Regions from separate parts of the Mus musculus genome. Here all the other regions are linked to region 1. Evidence: chromatin contacts called from public Hi-C, HiCAR-type and HiChIP or PLAC-seq data. All regions are on one chromosome and are shown on one strand. Each heading gives the region's core, a stretch centred on a gene start, on an enhancer-like site or on the middle of the called end of the contact. The rest is flanking DNA. Distances are from core to core; before and after follow the strand shown.

The links. Hi-C and Micro-C count contacts between places; a contact is called where the count stands out from the background. HiCAR-type assays count read pairs that join an accessible place to other places. HiChIP or PLAC-seq counts read pairs in DNA pulled down with a chosen protein or histone mark.
Region 2: a Hi-C map of B cells shows a contact between it and region 1, with 5 read pairs. The contact joins the enhancer-like site here to the promoter of Gpbp1 in region 1. A contact is called at or near these places in 2 of 39 promoter capture datasets (the C10 cell line and hippocampal neurons), 1 of 484 Hi-C or Micro-C datasets (B cells) and 4 of 115 datasets of contacts at active chromatin or transcription factors (astrocytes, epiblast stem cells, regulatory T cell precursor and 1 more).
Region 3: an H3K27ac HiChIP or PLAC-seq map of thymic regulatory T cells shows a contact between it and region 1, with 10 times the contacts expected there. The contact joins the promoter of Ccno here to the promoter of Gpbp1 in region 1. A contact is called at or near these places in 3 of 39 promoter capture datasets (hippocampal neurons, liver and pre-B cells), 4 of 484 Hi-C or Micro-C datasets (CD4 T cells, CD8 T cells, embryonic stem cells and 1 more) and 3 of 115 datasets of contacts at active chromatin or transcription factors (cardiomyocytes, large pre-B cells and thymic regulatory T cells).
Region 4: an H3K27ac HiChIP or PLAC-seq map of thymic regulatory T cells shows a contact between it and region 1, with 12 times the contacts expected there. The contact joins the promoter of Mtrex here to the promoter of Gpbp1 in region 1. A contact is called at or near these places in 4 of 39 promoter capture datasets (the C10 cell line, hippocampal neurons, liver and 1 more), 5 of 484 Hi-C or Micro-C datasets (B cells, CD4 T cells, double positive thymocytes and 2 more), 7 of 115 datasets of contacts at active chromatin or transcription factors (astrocytes, cardiomyocytes, double positive thymocytes and 4 more) and 2 of 9 other capture datasets (adipose tissue and liver).
Region 5: a contact with region 1 is called in a HiCAR-type map of astrocytes, with 2.5 times the contacts expected there. The contact joins the promoter of Plpp1 here to the promoter of Gpbp1 in region 1. A contact is called at or near these places in 1 of 484 Hi-C or Micro-C datasets (B cells) and 3 of 115 datasets of contacts at active chromatin or transcription factors (astrocytes, embryonic stem cells and thymic regulatory T cells).
Region 6: a HiCAR-type map of astrocytes shows a contact between it and region 1, with 4 times the contacts expected there. The contact joins the promoter of Rab3c here to the promoter of Gpbp1 in region 1. A contact is called at or near these places in 1 of 39 promoter capture datasets (hippocampal neurons) and 1 of 115 datasets of contacts at active chromatin or transcription factors (astrocytes).
Region 7: a contact with region 1 is called in a Hi-C map of B cells, with 9 read pairs. The contact joins the promoter of Slc38a9 here to the promoter of Gpbp1 in region 1. A contact is called at or near these places in 3 of 39 promoter capture datasets (the C10 cell line, liver and pre-B cells), 4 of 484 Hi-C or Micro-C datasets (B cells, CD4 T cells, CD8 T cells and 1 more), 2 of 115 datasets of contacts at active chromatin or transcription factors (astrocytes and thymic regulatory T cells) and 4 of 9 other capture datasets (adipose tissue, liver, macrophages and 1 more).

The regions. Positions count from the first base shown.
Region 1 is chr13:111,488,473-111,491,623 of GRCm38.p6, reverse strand. It overlaps Gpbp1 (GC-rich promoter binding protein 1), which reads left to right and starts at 1,497. Exons shown (of 13, transcript NM_028487.5): 1 at 1,497-1,906.
Region 2 is chr13:109,906,040-109,909,190 of GRCm38.p6, reverse strand. All of the region lies in intron 8 of Pde4d (phosphodiesterase 4D, cAMP specific), which reads right to left. Among named protein-coding and RNA genes, the nearest start is that of Mir1904, 3.8 kb to the right of the region's middle. Within about 2 kb of position 1,415, at least 55 of the 459 cell types and tissues checked have an H3K27ac peak or open chromatin away from gene starts, as enhancers often do. A contact at or near this core is called in B cells, where this site is marked.
Region 3 is chr13:112,986,384-112,989,534 of GRCm38.p6, reverse strand. It overlaps Ccno (cyclin O), which reads right to left and starts at 1,733. Exons shown (of 3, transcript NM_001081062.1): 1 at 1,251-1,733; 2 at 459-644. The coding sequence starts at 1,637.
Region 4 is chr13:112,925,678-112,928,828 of GRCm38.p6, reverse strand. Mtrex (Mtr4 exosome RNA helicase) reads left to right here and starts at 1,449. Exons shown (of 27, transcript NM_028151.2): 1 at 1,449-1,599. The coding sequence starts at 1,472. It overlaps Dhx29 (DEAH (Asp-Glu-Ala-His) box polypeptide 29), which reads right to left and starts at 1,149. Exons shown (of 27, transcript NM_172594.3): 1 at 856-1,149. The coding sequence starts at 1,036.
Region 5 is chr13:112,799,327-112,802,477 of GRCm38.p6, reverse strand. It overlaps Plpp1 (phospholipid phosphatase 1), which reads right to left and starts at 1,701. Exons shown (of 6, transcript NM_008903.2): 1 at 1,212-1,701. The coding sequence starts at 1,269. Gm41067 (a long non-coding RNA gene) reads right to left here. Exons shown (of 3, transcript XR_873969.2): 3 at 3,107-3,151.
Region 6 is chr13:110,278,580-110,281,730 of GRCm38.p6, reverse strand. It overlaps Rab3c (RAB3C, member RAS oncogene family), which reads left to right and starts at 1,525. Exons shown (of 5, transcript NM_023852.5): 1 at 1,525-1,736. The coding sequence starts at 1,713.
Region 7 is chr13:112,659,290-112,662,440 of GRCm38.p6, reverse strand. It overlaps Slc38a9 (solute carrier family 38, member 9), which reads right to left and starts at 1,675. Exons shown (of 15, transcript NM_178746.4): 1 at 1,569-1,675.

The DNA.
Region 1 (3,151 bases), core at 248-2,747:
CTAGTTTGATATCAATTCTTAGAAATAGAAACCAGGTGGTGTGTCTTTGAAGGGATAAGGAGAACTCCAGGCCAGCTTGGGTTACATAGCTGAGATCCGAGCTAAATTCAAAAGCAACCCAAGTTCTTTTTCAATATACGTTAATTTTATGGATTCAGGTCTCGTGTAGTGGAAAGAGTTTGGATTAAGACTTAAAACAGAGCTGGGCGGGGTGGGGCATGGTTGTGACCCCAGAGTTTGTAAAGCAGAGGCAAAAGGATCGGGCGTTCAAGGTTCTCTACATAGCTCTTTAGAGAAAGCAACACGAATCCTTGCCTCTCCCGTCCCCACTCGACCCATATTCAAACCCACCTAAAACAAACGGAAGTTTAAACCGGGTAGGTTGAGTAGTCAAGGTCCAGGGAGTAACTGGATCATTTCTAAAATATGAAACCAGCTTATGTAAAAAGTGAGGAAAACACATCTTAGACATTGGCACGATTGAAAAAAGCATCCTTTAGTTTTAAGCCCTTTTTCCCTTTGTACCTAGGGGGCAAGATGGGTAAAGATTGAGGTACAAATTAAGGCGAGTTTACATTCGGCGAACTTATAGGGGTAACGCACTAAACTACAAACCCTATAATGCATATAAAAAGTTTCTGGGAAATGACGCTCCGGTGATTTTCCCTCTTTAGGACGCTTCTCCCTCATTTCTTCTACTTTTTTCCTTTTAGAATTAAATCTCCAACCTTTCCAGAGTGAACCTTTGGCTATATGTAGAGAAAGTGAATACCGTAACTTTTTTTTTTTAAATAATCGTTTGTGCTATGCGGATACCCAGGACAACGCTGATGAAATAATCCATCTCCTTTGGAGTTATTAGAAATAGGAATTACTAGCGCGATGCTCTCTGGCAGCCCTTCGCACTCCGGGGGAACGGTGGCTGCAGCCGAGCCTCGCGCGCCTCCCTAACCCGGCTTCCGCGTGTTAACGTCCCGCACGCTCCGCGTGGCGCGCGACTGCGGCGCCCAATCACTCAGGCAGGGCCGGCTCCGCCCACGGAGCGCTCAGGGCCCGCGCCGAGCGGCCTGCGAGCCACGGCGGGCTTCAGGCGGAGCCGAACGAACGGCGCCCGCCGCCGGCCGTTCCGGGTTGCGCGGCGCTGCCGGGCAGACTCAGAAGCGCCGCACGCCCTGCGAGCCCGCCTGCCCGTCCGGACCGCCTGCGCTCGTCCTCTCCACCCCACCGTTCCCGAGCTCGGGGAGGGCCCGCGGCTGCACAGAGGCGCTCCTCAGGGAACGGACGGGAATTCCCCCTTCCACCGAACGTTCCGGATTGTTCACCGTCCTCACGTCAGCAGCAGGGGGTAATCCCCGGCTCCAGCTGCTCCTGACGTCACCGCGCCGAGACTCCGCCTCCCCGCCCCGCCCCCCGCCCCGCCCCCGCCCTTCCCCCGCGCCAGGCCCAGCCTCCGGGTCCTCCTCAAAGCCCCGCCCCCGGTCTAGCCCCGCCCCTTCCTCTCCCCCAGGCGCCGACGTAGAGGGCGGAGCTTCCCTGACCTGGGGCGTGAGCTGCTACTTGGGCCAGAAGGTTCTGTGGTGGAGGCCCTCCTCCTCCGGCTCCGCCCAGTGGGTTCGTTTGCACCGCGGCTTCCGCACCCTTTCTTCCTCCTCTTTTCCCCTCGCCCCGCCTCCCTCCTCTTACTTCTCAACCTCTCCGCTGCGTCCCCCCTCCCTCGCCACCTTCCACGATCTCGCGAGACTTGGCCCAGAACATTGCGGATCGGGTCGGCGCCATTTTGGGACTGAGACTGGTTGTGGGGGAGGGAAAAGCGGCAAAAGGGGATTATTCAAAGTACCGAAAACCTCCTCCCGGGATCGAGCGCAGCGGCACCCCCAGGCCAGGGGCACCTCTGGTGGGGCAGAAGGTAACACAGTCCCCTGGGCCCCGGACGGGAGTCTCGGGGACCGGGGGAGGGGTTGCCCGTGTCGGCGTTGGGGCTTGAGGGGTCGGGAGCGGCGTTGGTGGCGCGAGGCGTGAGGGTGCGGGCGGCCGGGGGGCGGCGTGAGGCGTGAGGCGCGGGGCGCCCGCCCGTCCTCCCTCCCTCCCTCCCTCCCCCCGGCCGGCGTTGACTCAGCCCGGCGGAGCGGAGGCGGCGGCGGCGGCCGTGGGGCGAGGTGGGCGGCGGGCCTCGGCGGCCGTGGTGGGGGGGGGTGGTGCTCGGCGGCGAAGGCCGGGAACGGCCGGGGCGCCCGCGGCGTCGGGCTAAGACCCCAGGCCCCGGCACGCGCGCCTTCCTGGGCCACCACCAGCAAGGCGGCCCCGGGAACCGGGGAACCGGGGGACCGGGGACTGGAGTCGCGGCGTGCGGAGCCGTGGACTTCCGCCGTGTGCTCGGCGGCGCTTCGCCCTCCCCGCCGCGCCGGGCTCCGTGGCAGTTGCGGTGGTGGTGGTGGCTGCTCGCCCAAGGCGAGCGCTCCGAAGTCGCGTCGGCTCCCGAGTCCGACGGGACCTGTTTATTTTCCCGGGGAGAGCACGGTCCTTAACGGGGTGGACGGGTCGCGTCCCGCACCTCCCACCCCTGGAGTTTTGGCCGAAACCTGTTTGCTTAATTTCAAGGGAATGGGGCCGAGCACCTGGAGCCGAGCGCTGCTCTCCCGGGCTTGGGAGTCAGCCCCCGGGCGAACCGTAGCCACTCGCCCTGCCACGCTCGCCTTGCCACGCTCCCCTCCCGCCCGCCGGCCTGCCCGCCGGCCTTCCTACTAAGCCGTAGTGGGGACAATCCAGCTGCTCCGTCCTCCGAGATTGCGTTTTGGAAGGAGCGTCACGCTCCTTTCCGCCTCTCACTCTCGGAGTCGGGTTCCCCGACGCTCCGTGGCAGCACCACCTGTCCATTTGTTTTCCTTTGGCACATGGGAGAGAATCGGGGAAGAGCACTGCTGAGACCGTGGGCCACTTTCGTAGTTTGAATATTTGCTCAAAGTTTTTAAGTTGGGCGCTTGCAACCTCCAGGGTACTACCTGCACCCAGTTCCCAGTTCAAATCGGAACTCTTCAGTGATATCGTCGCCCACAGTTTTCTAACTCCCTTCATTCAGTAGACTTCATCGAGGGCTAGGAAAAGACTTTTTCCCCAGCTCTCTTTTTACGGCTGTGTGGGAAAAATTTTTTCC
Region 2 (3,151 bases), core at 166-2,665, 1.6 Mb after region 1:
GACAAACATCTATGTTCTTTCCACTCTGCAGAGCTGCTGTAAGCACTAATAGTGCGTGCGCCGGGCCAGGCCAGCAAGTAAACGCCACTCATCTGCCTTACATAGAAAGTTCAGCAAAAATATTTCCAAAAGCCAAGAATACTGAACAATAACAAAAGAAAAAAACATTTGGTATTTTCCACGGGACAAGATCATAAACCCACTATTACATTAGCTGCTGTGTCCAATTTAACTAATATCCTAGTGAATATCACGGATGTGTCTGCCCTTTAAGAAAGTCTCTAGGTCCATCACCCAACTGTTGGAGTGAAGAAACTGTTTTCCTATTCCTGACATCCCTTCAAAGCATCGTCTCCTGGCCTTGGTTGTGGGGAAGGAGGGAAGCTTGAATCATGCTAAGGACACTCACTCTTTTATCCAACTAAGCCTTAACATTTTGATTGTTTTTAAAAAAGGGCGGGATAGTTCATACTCTACCATAGAAGCTACCATTTTCCTATAAATCAAATTGATTGACTGATGATAGCTGAAAGCATTCTCTTAGTAATTGATTTATTTAATGAAACATAGAAGCAAGGGGTGAGGGGTCAGTTTATGCGAGCCAACACAGAAAGCTGACACAGGAACGGAACCAATGACACTGTTGGCTTTTTTCCCTGTAGTCTCTCATGTCTTGCTACATTATAAACAAAGACCTTACATGTCAATGAAGTGAAAATCCTTATAGCAATGTTTCCAGACCAGAGAGATGCACATACTCACACACTCACACACACACACAGATGTGTGCAAAACTTAAAGCATTTTAAGCAAGTGTTTTGTTTTGTTTTTCTATTACTACTTATAAGCAAAGAGAGAATTTTTTTCTAGCTGTGGTACTATATTTTATGTTTTTATCTTTTATGTGAGGCTCTAGAGACAAAAAAAAAAGAACAAAAAAAGCAAACAAACAAAAAAAAAAGCTTTCCCAAATCTACCTTTATTAAGAAGTTGGAAACATAAGACACCAAACTCAAAATATCAAGAAGCCAAGTTCCCAGCTTCTATGGCTATACAAGAGCTTTTCTCTTAAAATTTATATATTTATTGAGGCATATATATGTATATATATGAACTCTTAAGAATCCTCTTTTTTATGTTTTAACAGCTAAAACTATTTTAATTGTCACTACTTAAAATGTCTCTTGCAACTAACTTAGCTTCCTTCATAATGGGATTTCGGTCCTTCTGAGTTCCCTTATACTTTTGTGGGGCAGGGCTGGAATATCTTAAGTTTCAGCTACAGCTGTGAACAACCCATCTTCCTTCCTGCAAACCTCCTGGCCGGAAGAAAACCGTTATCTGAAGTCAACAGCAAGTGCTAGCCTGTGCTATGCGCTGGCACCCATACGGCAGCAGGGGGAGCCAGTGGGAAAATAGTTGAGAAGAACCAGGCTCCAGAAGAGAAGCTTAATTTGTTCTCAAAGCAGAGGAAGAGAGCAGCAATGGACCAAAAAGACAAACTAAGACTAACAGAGAACGCGTCACTACGTGTGCAAAGCCGATGTGGGTGCCTTTGAAGGGAGCCACGGAAAAACCTTAAGTCTTTGCAAAGGATGCTCGAATCCCAATTTCAAGACCAAGTTACAGTTCGCTGGAAAGCCCAGTGCTTTTCAAGAGTGCTGAGCTACCAAACTGCCCCCAAAATGTGAGAGCAGACACAAGCTAGTATTTTTAGATTGATATGTTTTAGGGCTATTTCAAAAGGATTTCATTTTTCTCCTGCAAGCATCACTGATCTTACATGGAAGACGCAGTAAAATGAGCATTATTAGATCATGAGAGGGTTGTTGCAAGGTTGGAACAGAAATTTCTTTGAACCCCGGGGACCAGACTTCTGCCGGCTCTCATGCAGACACCTCCCAACCCTTATCTGACCCCTTTGGGGTGTGTGTGTGACCAGAAACACCATGAAAGTATCTTAAAGTATTTTACTTTGAAAGTATTTTAGCTTTGCAAAATCTGTATAGAAGGACAGCAATGTGCCCCCCAGACTCATACATATGTATGTCTTGAAGGCTAGCAAGGCCTATATTTCCAGCTACAGTATAGCAGAAAAACACCTCATTCTATCTGGAATTTAAATGTGAACTTAAGAAATGCCTGGACATCTCCTTAGAACCTCAAACTATTCTAGCTATTTGTGGATGATAAAGACATATTACAAAAATCTATGACACATAGAATTTCTACCAAAAATTACTCTTGTGCAGTAAACTAATAAAATCGAATATTTCAGACAAAAAAAGGAACTCAAGAAAACTTGACCCCAAACTCTTATATTGCCCTTTCAAAATGGTTATTGTTATGCCTCAGATTATACTAAAGGAAAGTGTAGCTTAAAAAGTTTACATTATGATTTTTTTTAATAACTCAGTGAAGAAGAGAATAAAACACAGAGTGAACTTCTAGGTCTGTCCGCCTCTAAAGCGCTGAGGCCTCACTGAAATTGCCCTCAATTGCTGGTTCCGGGGTAGGGGATGGGGGTGGGGAGGGAAATCTGTACAACTCTTAGGCAGATTAATGTGCATTTGAGAGTAAATGCTGTAGATGTAATCACTCAAATTAAATGCCATCTGGAATCTCTTACGCCTCCAATACAAGCATCTAGCATGTGTTACAGCCACCCCTTGCCTTGGCCAAGATTTCAACCATATTCTTGTCCTGAGCAAGCAGTCTGTGTACACTGTGACAGCAACACAGAAAATATGTTGTCTGCTAGACATCACCTTAAAGCTACTAATCATTGCCAATTTCTTTTTATTGAGATCTTTTAACTATATGAATTCTCTGTTAGCAGGCTTAAAGATCTGGCTTCCCCGCTTTCTGCCTGCCAAATCACCTCCATAATAGATCCTGTCTGTTATCAGTTTAAAAAAAATCTAGACGTCTTATTCGTGCATTATTGTGTTTTTAATATTAGGAAAAAAATGTTTAAAACTTCCACAGAGGAGAATACTATCCTGATATTTCAAGGCAAAAGAAAAATGAGTCGATTGCATTAACTGAATATAGGGCAATAAATTTATCAACCAAGAAGTAACTTGCCAGACTCATTCACTCAGATATAATAGCCCAAGGAAGCTGTTCACATTGCCAGCCAAAATGAAGG
Region 3 (3,151 bases), core at 484-2,983, 1.5 Mb before region 1:
GTACCTGGGACCCAAATCCATCCAGCCTAAAACCCGGGAGAAAACTGGGACTCGAACTCTATATTCCTTCCACTTCCACAATTCCGCTCCTGAAACCTCTCCCCCCACCCACAGCTGCTAGTGCACCTTCTCTATCTACAACCCAACTTTAAAATGTGTGTGTGTGTGTGTGTGTGTGAGAGAGAGAGAGAGAGAGAGAGAGAGAGAGATTGACTTTAAAAGCATCTTTTCCAGAGACAAGTACCACAAAGCTTTGGTTGGGCGGCCAGCTACAGCCTAACCTCTTTGTAGTCTGAAAGGATTGTTGCTGTGAGTGGTAAGAGAAGTTAAGGCTATGACATGGAAAGATCTTCGAGCATCTGCCCAGATAAGCCAAGCAACCCAGCCCTAAGCCATGCACGAGTTGGGGAAGGGGGGCGCTGGCTGCAAACACATCGCACTCTTTCGCCTGGTGGTACCTGCTTGCAAGCGATGAGCAGACAGGTGACCCCGAGCAGCTGGAAGCAGTCTGCAGCAACAGGGGTCGTGAGGAGAAAACGGTCCAGAGTATTCACGGTCAGACACAGCGACTCGAAAGAGAGGCCGAACTGGCGGTGGACTTGCAGGAGCCAGCTGAGCAGTTTACAGCGCGATTCGGCAGTCACCTGGCCGGGAGCGAGAGGGGGAGTGTGCTGAAGCGCGCGCCCGAACAAAACAATCCAGAGAGGCAGAGAGGCAAAGGGGAAAACGCTAAATGACTGAAAAATAGGAGGCACGTGGGGGGGAGGGGGGGAGGTACGGGCCTGCCTTAAACCAGGCGTTCCGGAACGCCTGGGAACGTTTGGGCTCGCGCCTGGTATTGTGCACAGTGCATTAGGGCACACTACCCAGTCTAACCCTCTCAGCAAGTCAAAGGGACTATAAGGGGTGGGGGGTGGGGGGTAAAGTTTTTGTTTTTTTTTTAAACAGAAGTGCAAGCAAATTTAGGAGTTCTGGATCTGACGTAGAAGCTGTCGAACTGCGTTATAATAAAACTCCTCTACCCACCCCCTATAACTTCCGATATCCACCTCTCCACCCACAACCTTTCTCCATCTAAATAGGTCAGTGGGCCAATCCTTGAAGGTCCCAATTGCTCCTACTGATGGCAGATAATGGGCTGCAATGACTAGGGCTGTGCGAAGGGCAGCCAGCAGCCATGGAGAGAGCGAGCTAGCCTGGGAGAGACAGAAGCGCGACGGCCCCGGGTCTGGCTCTTGCCAGCGCCTCACTTGTGGCTGGCGCGCCAGCGACTCCCGCGGGTGGAAAAGATTCTCCTGCGCCTTTCGGAAGTCGTAGCAGCTCTGGCCGTATTCTCGGAAGGTCTGGAGATCCAGCGCTGTCAAGGGCTGGGCAGGGTTGAGTAGGGAGCTGCAGTCCCGCGCCGCAGACACTGCGGGGCTGTCGGCGCCGTCCGAGCTGGAGCTGGGGGACTCGAAAAGGTCACAGACGCCCGAGTCTCCCGGGAGCGAACACGCGTTCAGCGGCCGCAGCGGCTTCTTTCTCCGGAGGCACGGGCGTCTGCTCTTCTTCACTGGGGCGCGGAGGTTCTGGTGGCTGTCTCGCCTCCCGGCTCCCGCGGCGGGGCTGCCCGGGCTGGCAGGGCAAGGGGTAACCATGTTACAATCGGGTAGCGCTCCTAGCGTCTACGACGCCCGGAGCGTCGGCGCGAGAGCTGCGAGGAAGATCCGGTCCCGCTGGCGGCGCAGCTCTAAGTACCCGGACTGTGCCTTCCCTCCACCACTCCCCCGGCCTCTCACTGGCTGAGCCCCGAGCCGCCCACGGGCCGCGCTTTCCCGGAGGCAGAGCCACACCCCTCGCGTGCGAGCAACGCGTGGCCCCCGCGCTGGTTGCAGGGGGAGGAGGCGTTGCAACTCCCGCCTCTCACCCGCCTTCAGCTGCAGGCTCCGCGCGTCTGTCGTCACCGTGGCAACCGCAGCCCGGGTCCTGGCGCCAGCTGCTTGAGCTCGGTGGAAGAGCGTAAAGATCACTGGCCACCTAGGGGAGCCATGGGCCGTCTGAGCGGTTCAGCCGCCCCCGGAAAAAGGGAAAGGCTGCTCCGGGGAACCTGGTCCTTGGTTAGATTGTCTGGCCTGGTGTGATCATCTTTTATGCCAACCCTCATCCAGGTGGGTCCGCCTCTGAGCTCCGGACCAAGATCAGGCTAGGTTTTCTTCAGTGACCCATAAAAGGACTTGATTTGCGACTATTTTATTTCATTCCGCTGGCCCAGGGAAGGAGAACTTTGGCGCGTCGCTAACGTCTGTTAAGTATGTGGGAGCCCGTCCTGTCAGACAGGTATTTGTGATCCAAAAACGTAGGAAGTTACTTCAAATGACCGTCGCACAAGCCCGCTGCCCTCTGGATACTTTGCCCCGCACTTTTCATCCCGAGCCAAACACGCCAAGGCTGCAGCCGTTTAGGGCCTTAATGTCACAGGTGGCATTTCTGTGGAATTGCTCACAGTGTGTTCTGCTTTGGGTCATTAGCTTTTAACCCTCTACCTTTCTAGGTTATTCTTTGTGCCCAGGGTAGGATGGAGGGAAATCAAAGGAATGCAGAGTTGGGGGAGGGGGAGGCGCGGGGACAAGAGAGAAAGGTAGAATGTGACACCTTCTCCATTCTCAACCCGTGTACTCCAAACTCCGGTCCTGATCTAAAAGAGACGTTAAGGCGCTGTGAGTTCTGCACACGCGGCCGTCCTCACTGATTCCAAAGACAGCTGGAAATTGTTGGAGTCCACGTGCAAATCCTCCCCCTAGAAACTTGCCAGAGAAGCAGGTGAGGGGAAAGGGCTGGATTTCAGCTTCTCGCCTCCGTTTCTATTCTCTGTGATTCTGAAGGCGCTTTAAATTGCAGCACTTGTGTGACGCGGGGTTGCTGAGAATCACCTGAGAGGAGTTTTCTACATGCAAGTGCCTGGCTTTCTGTCTCCTCTCAGGCTGTTGATGGGTAACATTACGGGGAGATCAACCGAATCCACAGCAAGGGGGCCACATAGCAGACCTCTTCCTAGAAGAGTTTTCTGGGTGAGGAGGAAGGATCTAGGAACTCTCTGATTCTGCCTCTTGGTCCAGCGGGAAAGAGCACAAAGCACCTCATCAGTAGGATCCAGAGTGTACCTATTTAATGA
Region 4 (3,151 bases), core at 200-2,699, 1.4 Mb before region 1:
ACACCCTGCTAAACACTCATGGGCATGCTCTCTCTCTCTCTGAAGCTTAACAACTATAAAGCACGACTGTCTGTGTGATTAGTAAATTAGATTCCTAAGCTGCTCTGGAGCGAAGGTTTCCATTTTTTTCGGTCTTATTATCACCAGTCAGATGCTTGGTATTTATGTATCAATAAGCACATATGCTTGCAAGTTTTTTGTTATAGAAAAAAATTACTGCAAGCAAACAGATCAAACAGAACAAAACAACATATAATTTTGATGTTTTTGAAACTAGCTGAAAGAGTGGCCGTAACTAATCACCTTCAAGTTATCAAATCAATCTGCAGGGTAAGCAAAAAAATGCAAGGATTTGACAAGCATAGAATTTTACTGTAAGTCAATCCAGTGTCCAATGTGTAAAGTGTGGTTATTCTTAGGAAACACTGACTTTTCTGGAACATACAAGGATATTTATGTAGATAGATGCTGAAGAAGACATTAAGATCTGACAGAACATGGAGCTGCATCAAGCCAGAAGCACTTCCCTTAACAACTCTCTTAACTAGCGGAGCGGCTGTTCTGACAGCTCAGAGTGGATTCCTGCTGAACAACAGCAGATGCCATGACTCCGTTCTTAGAAGGAGAAAGAAAAAAAAAAAAGAGTGAGTTAGAAAGGCGAAGCCACGCTGTAACAGAGTTACTTTTGTAACTTTAATGGCCAAAGGCCCTTAGACCGATCTACAAGGCCACCCCACCCACTGCTCAGGTGTGGAAGATGTCTAAGTTTGGATCTCATCAGCTCACGTTGTGAGTCTTTGCTGGACAAGAAGCAGGGTCTGAGGGCAGAAGGCTGGGCACTGGGTCAGGGCTTACCTTGCTTCACTCGGGGCTCCCGGGCGCCGGTGGGGACGGCGGGCGCCGGCCTGGCCACCGGCTTCTTGCTCTGGGCTTCCCCAACAGCTCCGGCCTCTGCACTTCTGGCTCTGGAAGCAGACACGGCGGCCCGCATCGCCGCAGCTCCCGGCGCCTTGTGTTTCTTATTTTTGCCGCCCATGTTTCAGCTGCAGGAGAGTAGTCTTCCAGATCCAGATCCCCGCTGCGGCACAGCAGAAGCCCGAGAGCTCTTCACGTTTGCCGGCTCCCACGCCTCCACCCAGCCTCCTCCATCCGGGCTCCGCGGCTGGGGCTCCGGCTCAATTGGCCCGTGTCCTCAGACTCCGCCTCTCGGCTCCCGGGAGCGAGCGGCATGGCTGCTGTCGTGCGCCACTGGTCGCTAAGTTTTTAGTCATTGAACTGCCGGACTCGCAGTGGTTGGAAGAGAAAAGGGGCAGGACCCAGACTAGAAAGGAGAAAAGTCACGCGGGGCTCAAGGCTCGCTCACTTTTGACTCCTCCGGGCCACCGTCGAGTCCCCCCATTCGGCGTCACTGTAGGGTACGGTCGCGGGGCCTCTTGGGTAGGAGGGAGATTCGGTCTCAGAGTTCCGAAAGATGGCGGATGCTTTCGGGGATGAGCTTTTCAGCGTTTTCGAGGATGATTCGACCTCTGCAGCAGGAGCCAAGAAAGACAAAGAGAAAGAGAAATGGAAGGGGCCACCAGGGTCTGCAGACAAGGCCGGGTAAGGAAAACCTCTGAGCTCTTTTTCTTCTCGTTCTTCTTGTTTTTGATGCCGGTAAAGGAAACACGACTCAGACGAGGAGCACAGAAAGTGTTTGAATGGAGTCAAGAGGCTAAGGAGATTGAGGGGAAAAAAAAAAAAAACCGTTGGGGAGAGAGGAAAGGTTGATTTTGCGGGAGGGAGGGCGGTCTCGGTGTTCGTGCCTGTCCGGCCGCAGCGTGGCTTCCTTAGGCCATGCTTTGGCTGTAACCCCAGCTTAGCAGGCCAGGTACGGCTTTGCTTGCGAGGCGGGGCTTGTCACCCACAAAACCTCTCACATAGTCTTTAAGCAGCGAGGCACTAGATGAGCCAAGGGGGAAGACATGTAGGGGGTTCTTAAACCGCGAAGGCAAATCGCTACCGAAGGAAGAGATTTAATCTCCAAGTTGTAGTTTTCCCAAAATAAATTAATAATAATAATAATAATAATAATAATAATAATAATAATAATAAAGTCAGATTCAGGATATCGCTATGTAAGTTGGGCAGCCCTCGAACTCGAGATCCTCTTATTTCAGGTCCTTAGGGTTGGAATTCCCAGAGTGCCCCTATGACACTCGGTCAAACTAGTTTTCTCTTCCGTTAGCGTTTTACACTTGATGATTGATTCGGTCCGTTATTACATGAGTAGTTGCAAAGTACTGGTTTAAAAAAAAAAAAAAGCTATGTCTTTCTGCTTCTTACCTGGAATCCAGTCATAAATTAATTAATTTAAAAAATCATTGCTCTAGGGCTGAGGACATGGCCAGTGTAAAAGACAGCTTTCTGTTTGAGAATGAGGACCTAGTTTCAAATCTCTAGTACCCACATAAAAAGTGTGAGCACTGTAACCCCAGCACAGTGGGGCACAGAGACAAAAATTGTTGGGCCTGGCTGGTTGCTAACTTAGCCTCTTGGTTGTATAAGTGAGAAACGCTGTCTCAAGGGAGTAATGTAGGATGCTGGAAGTCCTCTGGCCTCCACTGTATGCTCAAGTGTAGGCGCCACACAAAGAAGACACAGAATTTCCCTTATTGTCAGTTACCTTCAGTTCTCAAGTTGAGGAATTTCCTTCACCACACTGACCCTTGGACAAGTCTTTGGAGCATTTTCTTAATTGCTGATTTATGTGGGAGGGCAGCCCAGTGCGCTATGGTGTGTACCTTCCTGGGCAGGTGAGCCTGCACTGGGTGATGGAGCTATAGAAACCCGTGAGCAGCATTTCTGTGGTCTCTGCCTCCGAGTTCCCATTTTCGCTTTTCTGAGTGATGGATTGTAAACACATCAGCTGAATTAAGTCCTTTCCTGTCTAAGTTGCTTGTGGTCAGTGTTTTTATTTATTTTTATTTTGTTATTATTATTATTATTATTATTGTTTTTTGTTTTTTGTTTTTTTGAGACAGGGTTTCTCTATAGCCCTGGCTGTCCTGGAACTCACTTTGTAGACCAGGCTGGCCTCGAACTCAGAAATCCACCTGCCTCTGCCTCCCGAGTGCTGGGATTAAAGGCGTGCGCCACCATGCCTGGCCAGTGT
Region 5 (3,151 bases), core at 452-2,951, 1.3 Mb before region 1:
AGGCACCTAAATGGTCAGGCTGGAAGCAAGAGAGAGGAATAGTCTAGAACAGCGAGATTAAGTTAAAGCCTGGGGAAATTTCCTATCTCTGAGGAACCATTATGCTGATTTGTATCTAGGATGCAAAAGCCACTAGTTCAGTCGCCTTGAAAACTCGCCAGGACTATGTCAGTTACTTAAACCAGAGTCCCACCACCCAAACTTCCAACAGCTTACAACTAGGTAAATTGCCTGACCCAATGGTCTACAAGTGACAGACACGATACAGGAAAAAAAAGAAGAAAAAAGAAAAAGAAAAAAAGTGAAAGCTACCCCTTCCATGCCTATCCCTTGACAAGATGACTCTAGTTTTGGAGGTTTGGGAAGTTTTGTTTTTGTTTCTCCTGAAGGAGAAACAAAACAAAACAAAAAAAAACATCTGGAGACGAAAGACCCCAGAATTGAAGTCTTCCACCAGGGAAATAACCTTAACTTTGCTGTAGCTAAAGAAATTAAAGAAGCTAAAGGCGCTCCGTGCCAGGCTGTCACAGGAGACAGGCACACCAAGGCAAGGGCTGCGCTATAAGCCAATAGCAGGACTTCTACGGGATGGGATGGGGAAAAGCAAGCTTCTTCAGACCTCATCAGGCAGAAACCTGGCCATCTCCATCGCTCCTGCAACCTGACAATTTACAACCTGACGACGCCTTCTAATTAGGAACGTTCTAAACCTTTTATAGACGAAGAAAACTTTCAAGTGCTTCTCACCAAGTTATGATAAGCTGGGCACTGAAGCCTGCCTGCCTGCCTGCCTGCCTGTTCCCAGGGAGGGAAAAGTCCGAGTGTACCGAACCTCCAGCTTCGCTGCAGAACCTGATGAGCCAGAGACCAGGATTCTCTGCACGGTGCAGAGGGAGGAGCCCACCCTGCCTGTTAGAGTGGGCCGGGAAACAGAGGGTAACAGCACAGGCGAGAACAGAGGCCAAGCAGGGCTAGACTCAGCGCACCGGCAGACAGGCAGGGAGAGCCCACGCTGGAGCCAGAGTGTTGGATGCAGAAGCGGGGATCACCCCCACCCCCACCCAGCCCCGGCCCCCCGAGCTGCGCAAACGGCTCCCCACAACTCTCTCCGCAGCCACCGGCGCACGCGCGCGCGCGCACGCCGGGCACACCCACCCCACACCGGTGCGCGGCTCCGCCTGGAAGACCCCCGGGCCGCGGCGCCTACGTACCCAGCAACACGCAAATCACATCGAGGGCCACGTACGGCAGCCGCGTCTTGTCGAACATGGTCACCGGCTGGATGGTGTCACCACCTGGTGCGAGTGGCGGGAGGAACAGACCGCGGCGGTCCAGATACCCAATTCCCAGAGCCCCGCCCTCGGGATGGCGGCCGCCCCAAGCGACTGCGAGCCTCTTAGACTGACGGGAGCAGGGACCAGGGCAGTTTGGATTGGGCCGCCCTGCCACCGAGGGCAATCGTGTCCCGGACTTTTCCCTTCACGGACCCGGTACTGGGCCAGTGGCCGCCGATCTGTCGCCTCAGGCGCCTGCTCTCTCAGTGCTGGCTCGTCGCGGCCAATCGCCCTCCGCTGCCCTGTGCCCTCTCCAACAGGCCGGGCGAGCTCTAAGGATGAGGACTGGAGGAACACCGCTCCTCCCGCCCCAGGCGCGCCGCTCCGGCCAGTGCGCGGTCTCGCCGGCTGCAGCGCGCGGGGACGAAACCCAGGCCAGCGCAGACAGCCAATCAGCGCCATCGGCCCCGCCCCGCCGACTTGCGGAGCCCGCCCCGAATCTGGAAGCTGGTTAACGGGGCGGGGCCAATTGCAGGGATTGGGAGTCCTCTCTTTAGTCCATTCAGCCCTTTAGTGCTAGGCGATGCTTCCTTTAAAGGAGAGCCAGACCCCGATACACCATTCCATAGCTCCTGCTGCCCGCCATCCTTCTCCTCCCATGGGCTCTCCCTCCAAACTGTTTAAATGAGTTACCTCTAAGCCCCTTTCTGTGAGGGGCCTGCACCTTGGCCTTCCTGTTGGTCGTAGCTGAGCTTCATTCTAGCAAGAATCCTTCTTGCCCTCTGGTCATTCTTGATATTCTAATACTTAATATCTGAACCCTCCCGCCTTTGGTGTACGTAAATCCGCAGTCTACCCTTAGCAAGAATACCCCTGCCATTAATGTCTTCTTAGTCATGTTCTGTTCACTGACTTCGAATCTCCAGCTCAGTTTCCGCTAACTGCAAGTCATGTCTCCTACTGCAATAGACTTCGTTGGGACTTCACTTGGGAGGAGTTTGGAGACTTGTTCAATGGTAGAGCTCTGGCTTTAGCACGGAGGGGCCTTATTTTTGATCAGTAGCGCAGCTTCAGCCATGCTCACACAAACAATAGAGTTAACTATGTCTTAAGAAATATCAATGATTCAATAGTGGCAGTCCCCGTACCCATTCCCAGGAGGCCTCCAGAACACATTTAGTAATCTCAGTTTCCAAATGTGTAAAAAGAGGATCTCAATGATCCCCGCTGTCTATTCTAATTAAGAGGAAGTGGTGAGACTCAGAGAAGATAATGTGACAATTGCTTTATAAAGAGTTAAACCACCACTACCAATCTTAACAATACATGGTTTCCTCCTTGCTCAAGACTTTTTTTTTTTTTTTTTTTTTGACAGAGACTCCTTTAGCCCAGGCAGGCCTCACATTCGGCTGTGTAGCCGAAAATGGTCTTAACTCCTGCATCTACCTCCCAAGGCGTTACAGGCATGAGCCAGCACCCCTGGGGTTTTTCTTCTTATAGGAAGATGTAAAATACAAATCACAGAATGTGCCTTCTGTTTTCTCAGGTATTTCCTGCCAAGCATCCCAAAAGACCAGTGAGTGGAAAGATGCTACTTCCCAAGGGGAGTCAGATGTGTTTCCAAGTGCAACTATAAGCCATAAAAATGTGTATTTGTAAAAGTATATTCTTATTTTAAAGATATATGGATTTTTAAATTTCAACTTATTTTAATTGTTTCTAAAAGCTCTCAACAATTTACACGCAAAAAGATGTGGCATTATTATTTATTATTATTATTATTATTATTATTATTATTATTATTATTATTTCGTTGTTTTCCTTACCTCCAGAGTTACAAGAGTCCTAGGTAGCATGGTCATTGTTGTATGCCAGCC
Region 6 (3,151 bases), core at 276-2,775, 1.2 Mb after region 1:
AGTTATAGCAAAAGAATTACTTGCATAAGAACTGCTGGGGAAGGTGTTTGTAGATAGATTCCCCAGACCTTTTGCCAACAGAATATCTGGCATGGGGCCTGGGAATATGAAGGATAATTCCCAAGACATGTTTCTAGCCCATTTAAGTCCCAGAACATCCTTTCTGCTGATCTATCTAAGGAGATGAAGTTCAAAGATGACTCGAATTAACCTTTGTATGACTGTCTGTGAATATCATGAGGGTTTCAACTTTGACTCTGCCTCTCATGTCATAAATCTGACATCTTGAAAAGGTGGGGGGGGGGTCACAGATAGCTTGCATTCTGGAGGGGAGAGGACTTGTCTCAGCGACGGACGACAAAAGTCCTCTCACACATTAGAAGTTGACAAAAGCACATAAATGTCCAGTTTAGAGACGTGAAGGTCATGGTATGAAACGTTCCAGGAGGAGAGTAATTGCAATATAAAAGGAATAGCTGCACGCGCGTTTAAGAAAGGACTGACCGGCTAACTTAATCTAGATCTCCCATCTCATTCCGTGAAGGTGCTCCAGGGCTCTGGTGATGAATGTGTTCATTTTGTGTGACTTGCTTTTGGTAAATAACCCAGTGCCCTATCAGCTCTGCAGCACTCAGGTAGTGTGTGTGCTGGGAGGGCTAGGGGAGGGGCCGCTTGGCACGGGCGCCCCTGGCACTTCTTAGGAGACTAGCAGCCTTTTCTTTGCAGCTGTCACTAGAAGACTTCTGGGTTTCCCTCTGAAAGAAAGCCCTCCATCTAAACCCGCTGTCCCTTCCATCCCTCATTTCGGTCTCGCAAACCACTCCTCCAAGCCTTTCCATTGTGCTCTTTCGCCTGCATAAGACCTTCATCTCCTTTGTAGTGGGGAGACTTACTTGAGGCTATCAGAACCTCCGGCTGCAATGGAGCTGTATGGAAAGGTAAACAGAAAGGAGTGCCTGGCGGGCTCAGTCAGAAATCTAGCTTTTGTGGATATGTGTGTGTGTGTGTGTGTGTGTGTGTGTGTGTGTGTGTTCGCGTTTGCGTGCGTGCCGATCTTCTCAATTCAGTCTTGCGGATGAACCGCTTTTCTTATGTGTGTGCCACCCACTGCCGTTTTCCCCGCACGATCGTTGAATAAGACTGTAAAACTACTCCACTCTGGGTAAGTATAAACTTTCCGGGTTCAGGATAGAGATAAGGTAAAGCCCATTTGCATTGGAAATTAGAACAAAGTGCTGCGTTTTCTAGCCAGAGAGATACAGTCTGGCTTCCAAAAGCGATACTGTGAAGAAAAAGTCCTAGTTTGGGATGAATTGGTGTTATTGTCGCTAGCGCTCTTTGAAGAAATGGTTAGGCAGGCTGAGAGCGAGAACAACCGGTGTAACTGGAAAGAAGGGAGGTTTCCACCGCCCAGTGCAGCTGGAGGGGCTAGCCCGAGGGAAATCTTTCTGGGTCTCTGGGAATTGTAGTTCACAATTTTCCCATTTGAGCATTTGCCTCTTAAGATTAGACTACAACTCCCAGAAGCTCACGGGGTCCCTGGCCAGAACGCTTGTGCGGAGTCAGGAGCGGACAGCTCCGGTGCTGATGTTGGAGCGGGCTACAGAGCCCCACGCGTGCGGAGTGTTGCGGGGAGCGCGCAGGCTGTGCACGCTTGACCAGGCTCCCGGACCAGCGCTGTCCTAGCAAGAGAGAAAGGACATTTGCCTACAATGAGACACGAGGCGCCCATGCAGGTGGGTCTACAAAGAAAGAAAGAATGGTCTCGGAGAAACTGAGAGGGTCTCTCTAGCAGCTCAGGGGACTTGATGAAAGATAGATAGGGTTGTTCATTTTCTTTCTGGGCTCCCTAGGAGGTTGAGTGTGGAAAATGAAAACACGAGCTAACAAAGTGAGGACAGCCCATCTCTTGTTGTCTTTGATGGTCTTGGCTTCCTGGGTTAGTGATAGCGGTGTGAACTGGAGAATTTTCTCACGAATTTACTGAGAGTTCTCCATCTCGACTGGGTAGAGCGAATTCAGCTTGGTTAAGGACATTAAGAAAGAAATGTCAGTGTCAGTATCCCCCAAAGTGGTCTAAAAAACAAGAAAGATAAAAGAAAAGAAAGGGCAAAAAAGATTAGGGTCCTAGTATCAGAGGTAAAGAGCAAACACATTCACAGTTATCTCAGAGCTATGACATCCTTGATCTATGTCTGCTTAACTGGCCGGAAACGTTTCGAGGACCCTCTCTTCCCCAGCATTCCTGTGATGAGGTGGCCATTCACTGTACCACTAGATTCCCCATTTTAATCACATTCTTCGGGTTTACTTCCTTCAGAAATGAAGAGTACCTCTTTTGGAGCTAGTCACCTAAGTTATGCTTTTAAGTAAAGACTAGTTTTGTTTCTCCTATCTGTGTACAATTGATTAAGGCTAAACATAAGTCTATGTTTGTTAGCCAAGCTAAAGACTTGTTTCTCCTATCTGTGTACAACTGATTAAGGCTAAACATAAGTCTATGTTTGTTAGCCAAGCTAAATGGGCTCATTGCATAACAGAGCGGCGTTTTATGAATGGGATGAGAAGATTAGAAAGCACTCCATTTGGAATGTGTTGCTTCCCTTCAGAATCCACCTCTGTTGGTAAACTCAGCAACATAAATATTTGACTATCCAGTCTCAAACATTCCCCATGGTTTCCTCCTGAATCAAGGACTTTATACATCTGCTTTCATTTACTTTTAATTTATTTTATGACTTTTATATACGTATTAAGGAATCCTAACTGGACGGTTAAATGAAAACACTATAGAATTTAATTGTTTTCAGGAGTATTATATAATGGAAGACCTCAAATTACATTAAGAGTTATTGAAAAATTGATTCGTTCCCAGGAATAGTGGGCCCTTTGTGTGACATCGGATATTTCTGTTTGTGAGTTAGCTTTTTATTATAGACCTTGTGTAAAATGAGTGTGGACAGACAATAAAGACTGTTGCAATCAGGGTCTATTAGCTTATGATAATTTCCCTTTCTGGAGGTGTTGCTAAGAGCCAACTAGCTGAATTAATAATATTTGATGATAAGTATATATTAGCAGTTGTCTTAAAAACTGTGTTTCCATACTTCACTGTGCACATTTACATCAAAATATGTTATGACTCCAAAAT
Region 7 (3,151 bases), core at 426-2,925, 1.2 Mb before region 1:
CCTGGTAGATGCAGTTATTACACGTGTATCTCTTTTCTCTATAAGTCCACTAGGGTCTACTAACACACATATATTCCTTCTTTATGAAGACTTTACCGGTGTGTTAATAGCTAATAGCCATAATTCTACAATTCTGATGTTACAGGGCGGAGGAGGGGGAGGCGCATTTTTCTACTCTGCTTAACTAATGCTTCAAAGAATGTTAAAATCTGGCAGTGATGGACACAACGTAGTCTAGAAAGCACCAAAGCAATACTATGACAACAAAGAACTTCTCCTTTTCCTAGATGAGCAACACTAGATTTTCTGAAGTTGAGTTTTAGATTAAAACAAACAAACAAATAAACAAACCAAAAACTACTAGCAAAGCACTAAAGTTTAAATGTATTATAAAAACACAGGCCTGCTAAAAATTTTTAACCTCTTATAATTTTTTTCCTTTTTCCTATATCACTAGTGTTGGACATCACTATGTGCACCATAACACCTGTTTTTTTTTTTTTTTTTTTTTACAAAGGTGCAATGACCCATATACACGCTGGGTCTTCATGCTTGCAAGGTCAGCACTTTAGAGACCAGCCATTTTTCTAGCCCTGGGTTTCAGATTTTAAGTCTCACTATTTAAACTGGAGACCATCCGTTCCCCTGGCTCACCTAAGTCCTGGGCTTACAGGCTTGCCCCATGTCTATCTGATTGTAGTTGTTTACAAGGCATACAGGTTTCTCTTTAATTTACAAGTTTCTTTTGATCTACTGAAAAGTTCTGTTGAAAACAAATAACAAAACCCCAAATAAATAGCGAACAAACAAAAACTTTTGTCTGGTACTCCACATGCCACTTCTTTGTTATATTTGAAGGCATGGAATAGGAAAACAGAGAGTGACCTCAACAATAAATGAGGCACTGCCAGGGGATCCTTACAATTAGGTTTTGGGCAAGTTGGCTAATAACTGACTGATGGATAAGCAGATGTCTTCAATTTTTAAGACATCCTGATTTGTAAACCGAGGAGAAAACGTTTGACTAGCTGCCTCACAACTCCAGTATTTCAAGACAGCCAACACAGCATTGCCACCCACAATTAGAGCAGTCAGTCACTCATGGGCTGGGGAAGTAGCTTGGTGGTAGAGCGACTTCATTGCCCAGCCCTGGGTTGCATCTTCCAGCACCTGTCCCAGCACAAGTGAGTCAGAGTCAAACACCAGTGTGGTAGGCACAGCAGGGGCTTCCGCTCCCAATTCTCCTCTCTAGATCTTTCTCTATCCCTGCAATAATCCCAACAGTCCTCTCACCCCGGCTTCGGGTGTTCATCTGCTGTAACCCTTCCTGCCTTTTCCCAGCAGACCCAGACTTTCTCAGCTCCCGCGGACTCCCCGTACTTGACCCATTCGAGGGACCTGCGCCACTCTGGAGCAGTGTCCCTAGCCCGGGGCTTGGCTCTCCCGGCATCCCAAAGACCCCTCCGTGCTGACAGCCCGATGGCTGCAAACTCAGCCCTTCCTTCCTCGCCTGGGCTCCCTCTTGGACTGTCCCAGGGTGAGTTTGCCAGGAGCGAGAACGTGTCTACCTCAGCAGGCCAATCCCTCTACGTCGGAAAACCAGAGCAGGAGGCGAAGACCCTTTCACAGACCTCTCAGTTGGCAGCGGCTTAGAGAGAATAGTCCTCTAAACAGGAAGAGGCAACGGCTTAGGCCGCGGGGGATGGCGGGGGATGGAGTCCTAGGAAAACACAGTCCACCGCTTCTGTGAAAGCGCCGCCATCTGAAACTACAACTCCCAGAGGGCTCTGCAGCAGCCGGCCAGCCTATCAAAGAACCCCGCCCTCCAGCTCCGGAGGCGGGGTCGCTGAGCAGGTGCTCGAACATCTGACCGGCTGGGTTGTCTTCTCCTCCCGAACTACCTAGGAAGAGAGAAAAAGAAGAGATCTCTTTAGGTGCTTTACAGCATCACAGGCCACGTGAGAACAAGATGATGTGCCTGACGTCCCTGGTGACGTTTTTCTCAGGCTTTCCTGGCTCGTGTTATGTTCTTAGGTCACGCCCTTGGATCCCGAGGGAAGCTGGATTGGGGTGGAATGGGGGAGTTGTTAATGAGCATTGATTTTTCTCCTGTGGTCTTCTTGTTTGTTTTGTGTTTGTTTTGGTTTGTTTTTTGTTTTGTTATTCGAGACAGTTTCTCTGTGTGTCCCTGTCTGTCCTGGAACTCACTCTGTAGACCAGGCTAGCTTCAAACTCAAAAGATCTGCCTGCTTCTGCCTCTGCCTCCTGAGTGCTGATATTAAAGGCGAGTGTCACCAGTGCCAGGTCTGGGTCTCTCTCTCCCCCTGGCCCTCCCCCTGTCCCTCCCCTCCCCACCCCACCTAAAGTCAATGTATGTTGGTAATGAAGTCATCTCATGGTAAGATCCCTAAGACTGATATGGCATGTCTTAAAACCAGGGCTCTATAAAGAAAGCTAACATTCAAAAGCAATGTGCTGTAATGTGATCAAGACCCCAAGACCTAAACTTATCAAATAGTAATGAATTCCAAGAATTTTACATTTATCATTTTGTAAAGTCTTTGGAAACTTCATGTTTTACCTATTTTTACCGATAATGAAACAGTCTTAGAAAAGTTGTGACATGGCAAGGCTAGACAGACTTTCAAGTGGCAAAATATCTGGAATTCAAACCAAGGTCTTCCAAACTCTGCTCTCAAACTCTTCTAAATATCCGCTCTGATACTGAGGGCTTAAAATTGCAAGTAGTAGTGAATGGTGCCTTTTAGGGAGATACAAGTTATTTTGTTGACAGTGTTCTTGTTCCAAAAGGCTTACAACTGCATCTGGCTGTACATCTGCATCTGCATTTGAAAATGAATGATACATGATTTTTGTAAGTCTCTGTAATAGGAAAATTTTCTTTTTCCTTTCTTTTTTCTTTTTTTCCTGAATTCCAGTCTGAGAAAACAGTTTTAGTCAAGATTGGAAAGAGCAAAATAAATAAGCACCTTACAACTGCTGGAGAGATACTTAAAACCACAGTAACAAAATTGCTGAATTTGATAAGGCAGCTCTGGCCAACTCCCACTTTCAGGTAGTGGTGACCTTAAAGATGGCAGTCTACATTCTTGACGAAGGTCACTGGCACCAGAGGGAGAAGAGACCTTCT